Linked DNA regions of Mus musculus: region 1 is linked to region 2. A link is a contact called in public HiChIP or PLAC-seq data. All regions are on one chromosome and are shown on one strand. Each heading gives the region's core, a stretch centred on a gene start, on an enhancer-like site or on the middle of the called end of the contact. The rest is flanking DNA. Distances are from core to core; before and after follow the strand shown. Region 1 has its middle 15 kb from the start of Fabp12. Region 2 has its middle 18 kb from the start of Gm33365.

Region 1 (5,186 bases), core at 470-2,969, 160 kb before region 2:
GGGCCCCACCGTAGACACAGCTTTTTGCTTAGCCACAGCCTTAATGGTAGTATTGAGACCCATGGCAGTTTGAATAGAATTTTAAGGCACCCAGGAGAGGTGGGAAGGGTTCTGGGAAGGAGTGTGGCTACAGAAAGGGGAAAGCCACAGTCAGTGCCTAGGGTTCCATGTGTATAAACACAGTGTCAACTTCAGCGAAGCCAGGGAACAAATGGCCAAACTGCTGCGGAATGAACCCTCAACAGACCTCAGAGAGGGCAGGGAATAAAGCTGAGGCTGGGTAGAGCAGACAGCGCGAGCACTCAGGAAGAGCCAGAAGTGACTTGTCCTGGCAGTAGAGCTAAGAGTAAAAGCTATGCCAGAGCCAGCTTAAGTAAGGTGAGTTGTGCTGGAAGAGTTAAATATGATCTAAATACAGTGCATGCTTTTTATGAAAGTCTACATAACTAAAAAGGTTACAATAAAATAACTTTAAAAAGAATAAAGAAAAAGAACAATGAGCAACACTTCTTAAATGAAGACCATAAGCATGCAGGCAGTCAATAAGACTACACTTGTACCCATCACCAATCCAAAACTGTTACACAAGACAAGAAACAGCAAACAGAGTCTATAAATGGAAAACCATCTTACTTTGAAACAGATCCAGATATGACAGCAATGATGGAATTAACGGACACGGACTTTAAGTTATAAATATGCTCAAACACTGGAGGATTTAGTGAACCTAGGCATAATGAGATTAGTGGAAGGTGACAAGCCATCTAGAGCTAAAGCCAATAGAATATTAGAAAGAAACACTTGCAACATAGGTTAAAAATGGTTAGACCCCTAAGAAAGAAGTTTGTGGGTCTGAAGACACAGTAAAAGAATCTACAGAGCCTGGCACAGACGGAAGTAAAGACTGGGCAGTGCTTTGGGCTAAAGAGAGCCGCTCATTCAGGTGTAAGCATTTCCCAGGAAGCCACAGTCTATGACAATTTGATATGAAGGTGCCCTCCTTCCAGGGTGGGATTGCAGCTGTAAGTCCTTAGAAACCCCTGAAAGTGGTGGTGTATCAGATAGTGTGCCACACCAGCCAGCAAAAATTCTTGGAATAATCCAAATTTATAAAAGTCATTAGAAAGGAAAAATAAATATGTGACTGCTTGGTTTTACTATCTGTGACACAGAAAAGATTTCTTTAATGTTTCTCTACGTTTATAGATAGTTTACAAATTAATTTGCATATGACCTTATGTTATTTTAAAACATCAATAAATTCCAAGGAGGAGAAGAAGGTCGTTTGGTTTTGTTTTGGGTTCACTGAGCTCTCAGGAGGCAGAACAAGGCTTTGCCTCCGGTGAAGTGCTATACAAATACTGGATATGTGGATCAAGGAATTTCTCTCAGGCTTCCTTAACCATGAAGTAGCATTTCCCACGAATTTCCTCAAGGTGGCGCTATGTACGGTAGTCAGGGTCACCTGTATTATTCATAACACAGCCTTGATATCTGAACCGTTTCTCTTGTATCCTTTAATCTTTAAAGAACTTTCCCATCTTTTTACTTTTGAATCTGTCATGTTCTTGCTTTCACCCCATGCTAGAATTGAACCTTGATTATTGGCTATGCTAGATGCATTCTGCATCTCATTTTCCTTGGGTAAGTACTTGAAACTGGAATGACTAGGTCATGAACACACACTTGAGTTAACGAACGTGCTCTCAGACACTCCTGCCAGCACTGTGTGAAATGTCAATTTTATCGCCTCCTTGCCAACAGATGGAATAGCCTTGTCTTTGATCTGTTCTAATAGGTGTCCAGTCATGCCAGTCTTTTCTAAACATCAATTTCTTAGGTTTGATATGTTTTTTCAGTTTCTTACAAATTCCCCAAAAACTTAGGAGGTTTGTATATAAAGGCAACAACATGTCAGTGAAGAAAAAAAAATAGGTTTTCTATGGAATGAATGGAGTAAAATAATAATTACGTGTTTTCCAAAACGTTTACTCCCAATGTAAGGTTCATGTTTTTAGCGTAAGCCTTTCCTTGTTCTTTCACCTCCCTGACGGATCCTATCGGGAGTCCTCAAATGACAGTTTGTTCTGGCTCCTCCGAAGGCTCTCTGTCTTGGTATCTCTTTCAAAGCAAGGCATTGCAGGGTAAAGGTCTAGGTTAATCTCAGTAGTTTCCAAATCCTGGCTGAGCTCAGGCTCCGCCGGTCCTGGGGGATGAGATGTAGGCAGCTGTAACAGGATGGGGTGGGGTGGGGTTGGGGTGGAGTAGGGTGGGGGGAGGGTGGGGTGGGGTGGAGTAGGGTGGGGGGAGGGTGGGGTGGGGCTATCAATGCAGCTGTTATTCTGGGAGGATTTTCTCTCCCACTTATAAAACTGTACAGATTTTAGGTTTTTCTTAAATTCAAACATTTGCCAGGAATGGTACTGCTCTGCTTTGGAAAAAACTGCCGGCAAAGGCCTCTGCATTTTCAAACTCCTGAGTCCACACAATTGTCAAGTCAAGAGGAAATTAACACAAATATAAAATAAGTGTATTGACTATGACAGACTAAGACAGTATTTGTCAACTCTGTGCTCACCGAGTAAATATCTTTTAACTTTTTATTGATTCTTTGTGACTTTCACATCATGCACTCCAATCTCACTCATCTCCCTTTTCTTTCCTATTTGCCCTCTGCCCTTGCAACTTCCACCCACCAAAGGAACTTTAAAAAACAAACAAACAAACAAACAAAAAAGCATAGAAAACTTCTCATTGTAGAAACTGTAGTGTGTCACACCGTGTCCCGTAGAATCCTTTTATCCATACATCTTTTTCTTATGCTTAGTCATTTTTTATTGGATATTTTATTTATTTACATTTCAAATGTTATCCCCTTTCCTGATTTCTGCCCCCCCCCCCCCACTCCTACCCTATCCCCCCTCCCTCTGCTTCTATGAGGGTATGTCTCCATCCACCCACTCCTGCTTCTCTGCCCTCTCATTCCCCTACTCTGGGCCATCAGGCCTTCCTGGAATCAAGGTCCTCTCCTCCCATTGATGCCCGACAAGGTGTTCATACATCTTTGCTTGCAGATGTGCATTGCAGTGAGCTGTTGGTCTGGCTCAAGTCCTCTGTCTTCTGCTTCGCTATCAATTGTGGATGCTCAAGGGGACTCCTCTCAGATATCCTGCTGTTGCCCTGTGTCATGGAGGTCCTGCAGCTCTGGATCTGCAGGACCCGCCCCTTCATGTGCTCCAGCAGTTCTTAGATGAGGTGAGATTTTGGAGTGGCCTCACACAGTACTGGATCCGGGTTTGTGTGGTAGCTGAGTTGGTCAGCCTGCCAGCTCTCCCACACCAGCATCACCAGGGTGAGCTCTCCACACTGCCCAGGCTAGCTCACCCAACGCTGCAGCTGGCCAATCTCTTTTGCTCTCATGTCTTTGGGGCTGGCTTACCAGAGTCTTTGCCATTAAGACTAGCTCTACTGTGTTGCCCAGTGAGGGCAAAGCCAGCTCTCCCAACTGCCTCAGGTGCTGTTGGGGGGGGGCATCTCTCCTGTGCCCGTGCCACCTCACAGAAGGCTCTCCCTCCCTCATGTCCTCGGAGCCTGCTTAACCCCAACCCCAACACCATGACCAGCTCTATTGAGCTGCCCAGACGAGGTATAGGGCCCACTGCCCTGAGTGAGAGGTAGGGGCCAGTTCGCCAGAGTGTCACAGCAAGTAAGGGACAGGGCCAGCTCTGCACAGCCTTTGGACATAGCAGCCCAGACCAGGGATGTCCACAGGGTCTTTAGTGGTAATATGAGCCACAGACATTGACACAGACCTCTGCTGCTGAATGGTCATGGGTCCAGCCATGGACTGGGACTTCACCATGACCTCGGGTGGCAGTTCAGGCTACTCACAACAGGCCACTCCTCCCGACCCTCGTGTCTCCAGTTCTGCCTCTCTTCACAGTGCGCTGGCTGCTCCACTTCTTTCCTCCCACCGCATTGTAGCGGTTCCTGCTGTGGGCAGGACACATGATTGGTGGGCCTCTGGATGTCCCCACCTCATGGTATGGCAACAGGCAGGTCTCACAGTGTCCTCCTATCTGAGCATTGTGGTGTGGCTGTGGGCGAGCCTTTGTGTGTCTACACCCCACCTATGCCACTGTGTGTAGCAGATTCCAGATGTCCATAAATATCTTTTTTTTTTTAAAGAAAAAAATATATTCAACTGATTCCTTAGATACCATTGCCTGTTCCAAGGTCATAAATAATTTATTCTATTTTGGAAGTTCTCAACCTTCCTAATGCTGTGACCCTTTAATAAAGTTATACATTCCTTTAGTACAGTTTAATATATTCCTAAATGACCCTTTAATACAGTTCCTCATATTTTGGTGACTCCCAAAATTGTTTTTGTTGCTGCTTCATAACTACAATTTTTCAGGGCCGGAGACATGGCTCAGCGGGTAAGAGCACTGACTGCTCTTTTGAAGGTCCTGAGTTCAAATCTCAGCAATCACATGGTGACTCACAACCACCCGTAATGAAATCTGACACCCTCCTCTGGTGCGTCTGAAGACAGCTACAGTGTACTTATTTATAGTAATAAATAAATCTTTGGGCTGGAGCAAGCAGGGACTGAGTGAGCAGGGTTGACCTGAGCAAGCAGAGGTCCTAAATTCAATTCCCAACAACCATATGAAGGCTCACGGCTATCTGTACAACTACAGTGTGTACTCATATACAATAAATAAATAAATAAATAAATAAATAAATAAATAAATCTAATAAAAACTAATTTTGCCACTATTATGAGCCATAATGTAAATATCTAATATGCGGGATACCTGCTATGTGGGTTGTGACCCACAGGCTGAGAACGGCTGTTTTCTTTCTTTTTCACCTAGTACTCAAATTTAGGAGATAACATGGATCCAGATTCAGGAAGCACTTAGAAAAAATTTGGGCTATGAACAAATGAAATGCTACTAAGAGACATCCATTGCCTTATGAATCAGAGTGGTCTTATGGTGTCAGAGGCGTATTGGAGGAATGACAGCAAGCATAAAGAAAGGACAGCAGGGCTGTTGATGGGGCTCTCAAAGAGAGCAATGCATTGAGCTGCAACTTAGCGTGGACGTGTGGAGCTCAGACTCAGCTCAGACAGTGTCAAGGGTCATTGACAATGACCTTTCTTGGCCTCAGGGTAT
Region 2 (5,976 bases), core at 1,466-3,965:
GTCCTTCATGTCTGCCACACCGAGGCCCACTAGGCTTTGCCTTTGGCCTTGTTGCATGATACACTGAACTCTTTGTCTCGTAGCAAGGCAAGCAGCACTGGAGGTGCAGGGCTCCATGCTGGGTGCCAGGGCCGCTAAGGCTGACCCTAGTCAACAGTGACCTGCTTCTGTGTGCACTCCAGGAGCCAGATCGTCTCCCTGTGGTTGGTGTTGGCAGCCCCATTACTCATAGGAGTGACTTTTGTGCTTGCGGGTGGCTGAGATTCAGCAGCTAAGGGTACAGGGATTCATCACTGCCCAAGCAGGGCTCTGTTTTGCTATCTTTCTTACCAATTTTGTGCTTTTAAAATCATCTTCCCATAAAACTTGCCTTTGGTTGGTTGGTTGGTTGGTTGGTTGGTTGGCTGGCTGTTTGGTTATTTGGTTTGGTTTGGTTTGGTTTGGTTTGGTTTGGTTTGGTTTGGTTTGGAGCTATTGTGGGCCTTACACTTGCATTTTCTACCAATATGTCACCCAGGACTGGTGATGGCCACAACCTTTCTCCTCAGGTTCCTGGATGCTGGGATTATAGGTGTGTGTGAGCATACTACTGCCACTTCTAACATCTCACCCAATTTCCCAAATAGCTAATCTAAATAAATGTTCAGTATCCATGAGTTCAGGGCTTATATGGCATCTTATAAAAATATAATTTATTCTGATTTTTTGTACAGATATGTTGGTTCACCAACCCGGGTGGAATACTAAGAACTGCATCAAGTGCACCTCCTGGGAGCAAGCTCCAGGAAGGCCCCCGGTCTCTGCCCACTGCCTAGGCTCACGGCCACTCTGTTGTGGCAGGACAGCCATCTGCAGCAGGGCATACTTCTAGAGGCTCTTCTCAGAGGAGAGAGTGGAGTTGGGGATGGGCAAAGGGGCTCAGGAAGCAGGGGAGGGATGAAGAGGAAGCACAAAGGCAAACTCTTACCTTTGACAGGACGCTTAAAAACTAGCCCCCGAGTGCCCTGCCAGGGAAGGGGGCTCAACTTCACAATGACAACATTATGAATTTCTCAGCTAGCTCTGCAGGAGTTTCAAAAGAACACTCTGGAAACACTCTTATGGTTATTCCCATGTGTCTTTCTACCTTTTAATGAGGTACTTACCTCTGATCCCCTGAGTGAGAAAGTACATGGGTCCCTATTTTATCTGTGTGGCATTTTTCCAAGCCATTATCAATATTCCTGTCCCCAGTGTGCCCAAGGCACACTGTGTTAAGTAATGTGTACCAAAGGCTGTGGCATAAGATTGCTCACTGGTGCTGCACATACCCTCTGGAAGCAATTTCCCAATAACCAGGAAGTACCTCCATGCAAAGAGGCCAGAAACCGGCGAGATCATTAGAAACCCTTGCTTAGAGAATGAAAGATCAGAGTGCCTGTTCTCTGATACTTACACAAAGAATTTGAATACGCTTGTGTCTAAGATGCCACATGTAAATTGTTATGGCAGAAACACTTTGTGGGGCAGATAGAAAAAGTGGTCTAATTGCTTTACATGTTTTTAAAGTATTTATTTATTTGTGTGTGTGTGTGTGTGTGTGTGTGTGTGTGTGTGTGTGTACATGTGTATGTATGTACGTGTGTACAGAGGCCTGTAAAGGCCAAAAGAAGGCTTCAGATCCCTGAAACTAGAGTTTCAGGCTGTTGTGAGCTGCCCAGCATGAGAACCAAGCTTGGTCTTCTGAAGAGCAGCAAGAAGCACTATTAACCAGTGAGCCATCTTTTTTATTTAACTTTTAAAAGAAAGGAGAGAGAGAGAGTGAGAGAGAGAGAGAGAGACAGAGACAGAGAGACAGAGAGACAGAGAGACAGAGAGACAGAGAGACAGAGAGACAGAGAGACAGAGAGACAGAGAGACAGAGAGACAGAGAGAGACAGAGACTCTGGGAGCCCTGTGGCTTTGCAACCTGAGTAGAAACTTAGGTAAAGCCGAGAGGGAACAGTAGAAGAGCTGCCTCTCTGAGATGTTCAAAGTATTCTCATTTCCCAGAGAAAGGGAACTTGGTCGTGTACATTCTAATCTGTGAAGATCATTTCTGTCTGACTGGTTTCCAGAATGACTTCAGTGTATCTCTGACCTGTGTGGTCTAAATGTCCCTTTCCAAGTGACGGTCCACTGAGGATGACCTTGTCTAGCTAACACAATTCACAGCACAGGTCATTGCTCCGATACAACAGTGACTTGATTGTTTGGAGGTTTGTCTTTGTCTTTTCTTTATTGTTCTTTCTGGAATTGAGATCAATTCATAAAATAAAATTAGCAAAAAGCAATTCATTGAAAAAGTTAATAGACATTGTTGAATATAAGTTTGTGACACCTTTGACTCCAAAGCTCCAAAATACTTCCTTTTGGCTGCCACAACATAAATGTATAACAAACACTGCTCTGCTAACCTAACAGAATAGGAATTTACGACTAAAAAAAAAAAATGACAATTTGTAAGAAATACTCTGCTCTACAGAGATATGTGCCTATATACCCAGCATCCCTGAGTGAGGCTGAGGCAGGAGGATTGTGAGCTTCATTCCAGCTTGAGCTACATAGTGAGATCCTATCCAAAATCAAGCAAGATGCAGGGGGTGGGGAGCCAGAAATGCTCCCTTGGTCGATTATCTTGGGTTACACTGTGATGTAACTTGCCCTGCAGACTTGCAACAGGCCAGTGGCTGGTCATGAGTGGGGCATGCCATTCCAGCATGTGAATGTTCATCCATCACACATCCATCCCCAGCATGTCTATTGCTCCCATCCCCGTTCTCTTCAATACTGTAATGGATGCTTCCTGCTAACCGGGTTAGTAGATAAGTATGACTCATGTAAATACATGGAGCTATTTCAACAAACACTGCAGAAGAGCAGAGAATGTTTCCTGCTATGACATTTACCTTACATGAAACAGAGTGGACAAAGATGAGGATGTAGGCAGAGGAGCACATTTACATTCCCATCTCTTCCTCTGTTGTTCCCAAGGCCCATTAAACTCATTTTATCCGTGGGGGCAGAGTGCCCGGTGTCCAGGGATAACAAGCAGTGCTTTGTGAGAAGTGTTAGCTCTACAGCTTCAGCAAGGAGAACGCCTGCCTCCTGCCTAAGAGGCCAGGCAGAGCAGAGCAGAGCAGAGCAGAGCAGAGCAGAGCAGAGCAGAGCAGAGCAGAGCAGAGCAGAGCAGGGGCATGGTCAAAACTGACTCTGCATCAGATCATTTCTCAGCCTTGCTATTGGCTCACAGAGCAACCATCTGCTACCATGGAACAAACCAGTGCCTTGTTGGCTGGCCAGTACCTAGGGTCCAGCATCCTCCCTTCACCATGCAGTGAGACCACATCGCACCACTTTTACAGTCTGACACTGCATGTAGCTGTGGACCAGTCAGCACATTCCTGGAAGAAGTGACTGGGCTTCAAAGGTGATGGATCTGTTTTTATAGCTCTCAAGCCATACAAAACATTGCTAACAGCAACAGTGTTTGCAGAACTGCAGACGGATCATATTAGCTCCCCTCACAGACAGGATGGGAATTAGCCAGTCCTTGCCAGCTCCCAAATGTTCCTTGCTTGCAGCCATTTCTTCCCGTTTGCATCGGTAGCCAAATACCATGCAGTGCAGAAACAGGTGGAGACAAATTTGTCACTTAGCACCGAGTGTCTTGTAGGAAATTACACAGAAGACACCAGCCTGCTCCAAGGAAATGTGATTCTATAATAAAAAGGTGGTGGCTTCACACACACACACACACACACACACACACACACACACACACACACACACACACACACACTGATAGGTTTCTCTAGAAGACACACAGCACAGTTGTATGCAGTGATGCTGTTATCCCCAGAAAACATTTTAGCCAAGTTATAGTCACGTATTTTGAAAGGTCCTGGATTGGAAGCCAGGTGCCAAGAGATAAATTTTTAGCCCAAATCTCGGTGTGCTGGAGCTGTTTGCCAAGCTGTTCTGCGCATTCAGCCCCTGATTCCAACTTTAGCCTAACTGAAATGGCCAGTGGGTGGGAACTGGCCTATGTGCAGCCAGGTTCTTGTCTTACCCTCCCCCACACGAGTGGGGAAGTGCACCATGTATACAATGGGGAGACACTTTCATTCCAGGGTGGGCTTAACAACGTTTTGCTGATCAAGTCAGCCCAGATTACTTCTGGTGTCCTGGAGGAGCCCAGAGCTTTTCTAGTTTTCCTCTACTAATTGTGGCACCTTCTAGGATGGTCAGGCTCCTGCTGACCATGTGACTTCTCCGAGGAGTCTAGGAAACATTTCCGTCCCAGCTGACTTTCTTCTAAGCTAGGTGTACACTAGTTGGGGTTCTGTGGTCAACACGGCAGGGAAAACTTACTAGAGGAGTAGATGTCCTTCAGAGGAGTCTCAGTAGCCATTGGGTACATGTTGCCTGATCTTTCTGTCCCTCTGACCTCATTGGTATAAGTCTCCAAGCTTTGATGCTTGAACATCCAAAAGGGTGATTTCTTTTCTTTCTTTCTTTTTTTTTTTTTTTTATACATTGAGCATAAACTTTATTTTCTAGACTTTGGGGAAGATAGTATATCTCGAGGTAATTTTTTAAAATTAGGTGTTTTCTTATTTTACATTTCAAATTCTATCCCAAAAGTCCCCCATACCCACCCCCTACTCCCCTACCCACCTGCTCCCACTTCTTGACCCTGGTGTTCCCCTGTACTGAGCCATATAAAGTTTGCAAGACAAAGGGGCCTCTCCTCCCAATGATGGCCAACTAGGCCATCTTCTGCTACATATGCAGATAGAGACATGAGCTATGGGGGTACTGGTTAGTTCATATTGTTGTTCCTCCTATAGGGTTGAAGACCCCTTTAGCTCCTTGGGTACTTTCTCTAGCTCCTCCATTGCAGGCCCTGTGTTCCATTCAATAGATGACTGTGAGCATCCACTTCTGTGTTTGCCAGGCACTGGCATAGCCAAACAAGAGACAACTATATCAGGGTCCTTTCAGCAAAATCTTGCTGGTGTATGCAATGGTGTCTGCGTTTGGAGGCTGATTATGGGATGGATCCCCCTGGTGCGGCAGTCTTTGATCCTTTCGTCTCAGCTCCAAACTTTGTCTCTGTAACTCCTTCCATGGGTATTTTGTTCCCAGTTCTAAGAAGGGGCGAAGTGTCCACACTTTGGTATTCATTCTTCTTGAGTTTTATGTGTTTTGCAACTTGTATCTTGGTTATTCTAAGTTTCTGGGCTAATATCCACTTATCAGTGAGTACATATCATGTGAGTTTATTCGTGATTGGGTTACCTCACTCAGGGTGATACCCTCCAGATCCATCCATTTGCCTAGGAATTTCATAAATTCATTCTTTTTAATAGCTGAGTAGTACTCCATTGTGTAAATGTACCACATTTTCTGTATCCATTCTTCTGTTGAGGGGCATTTGGCTTCTTTCCAGCTTCTGGCTATTATAAATAAGGCTGCTATAAACATAGTGGAGCATGTGTCTTTCTTACCAGTTGGAACATCTTCTGGATATATGCCCAGGAGAGGTATTGCAGGATCCTCCAGTAGTACTATATCCAATTTTCTAAGGAACCGCCAGACTGATTTCCAGAGTGGTTGTACAAGCTTTGCAATCCCACCAACAATGGAGGAGTGTTCCTCTTTCTCCACATCCTCACCAGCATCTGCTGTCACCTGAATTTTTGATCTTATCCATTCTGACTGGTGTGAGGTGGAATCTCAGGGTTGTTTTGATTTGCATTTCCCTGATGATTAAGGATGCTGAACATTTTTTCAGGTGCTTCTCAGCCATTCAGTATTCCTCAGGTGAGAATTCTTTGTTTAGCTCTGTACCCCATTTTTAATGGGGTTATTTGATTTTCTGGAGTCCACCTTCTTGAGTTCTTTATATATATTGGATATTAGTCCCCTATCTGATTTAGGATAGGTAAAGAT

Evidence for each region. HiChIP or PLAC-seq counts read pairs in DNA pulled down with a chosen protein or histone mark.
Region 1: a contact with region 2 is called in an H3K27ac HiChIP or PLAC-seq map of hepatocytes, with 4 times the contacts expected there. The contact joins two enhancer-like sites. A contact is called at or near these places in 5 of 39 promoter capture datasets (the 3T3-L1 cell line, cranial neural crest, hippocampal neurons and 1 more), 1 of 15 datasets of contacts at CTCF or cohesin (the NIH/3T3 cell line), 6 of 484 Hi-C or Micro-C datasets (B cells, liver and nephron progenitors), 4 of 115 datasets of contacts at active chromatin or transcription factors (embryonic limb bud, heart atrium, hepatocytes and 1 more) and 2 of 9 other capture datasets (adipose tissue and pancreatic islet).

Annotation. Positions count from the first base shown.
Region 1 is chr3:10,236,289-10,241,474 of GRCm38.p6, reverse strand. No RefSeq gene overlaps it. Among named protein-coding and RNA genes, the nearest start is that of Fabp12, 15 kb to the left of the region's middle. Within about 2 kb of position 1,719, at least 22 of the 459 cell types and tissues checked have an H3K27ac peak or open chromatin away from gene starts, as enhancers often do. A contact at or near this core is called in heart atrium and hepatocytes, where this site is marked.
Region 2 is chr3:10,079,605-10,085,580 of GRCm38.p6, reverse strand. No RefSeq gene overlaps it. Among named protein-coding and RNA genes, the nearest start is that of Gm33365, 18 kb to the right of the region's middle. Within about 2 kb of position 2,715, at least 72 of the 459 cell types and tissues checked have an H3K27ac peak or open chromatin away from gene starts, as enhancers often do. A contact at or near this core is called in heart atrium and hepatocytes, where this site is marked.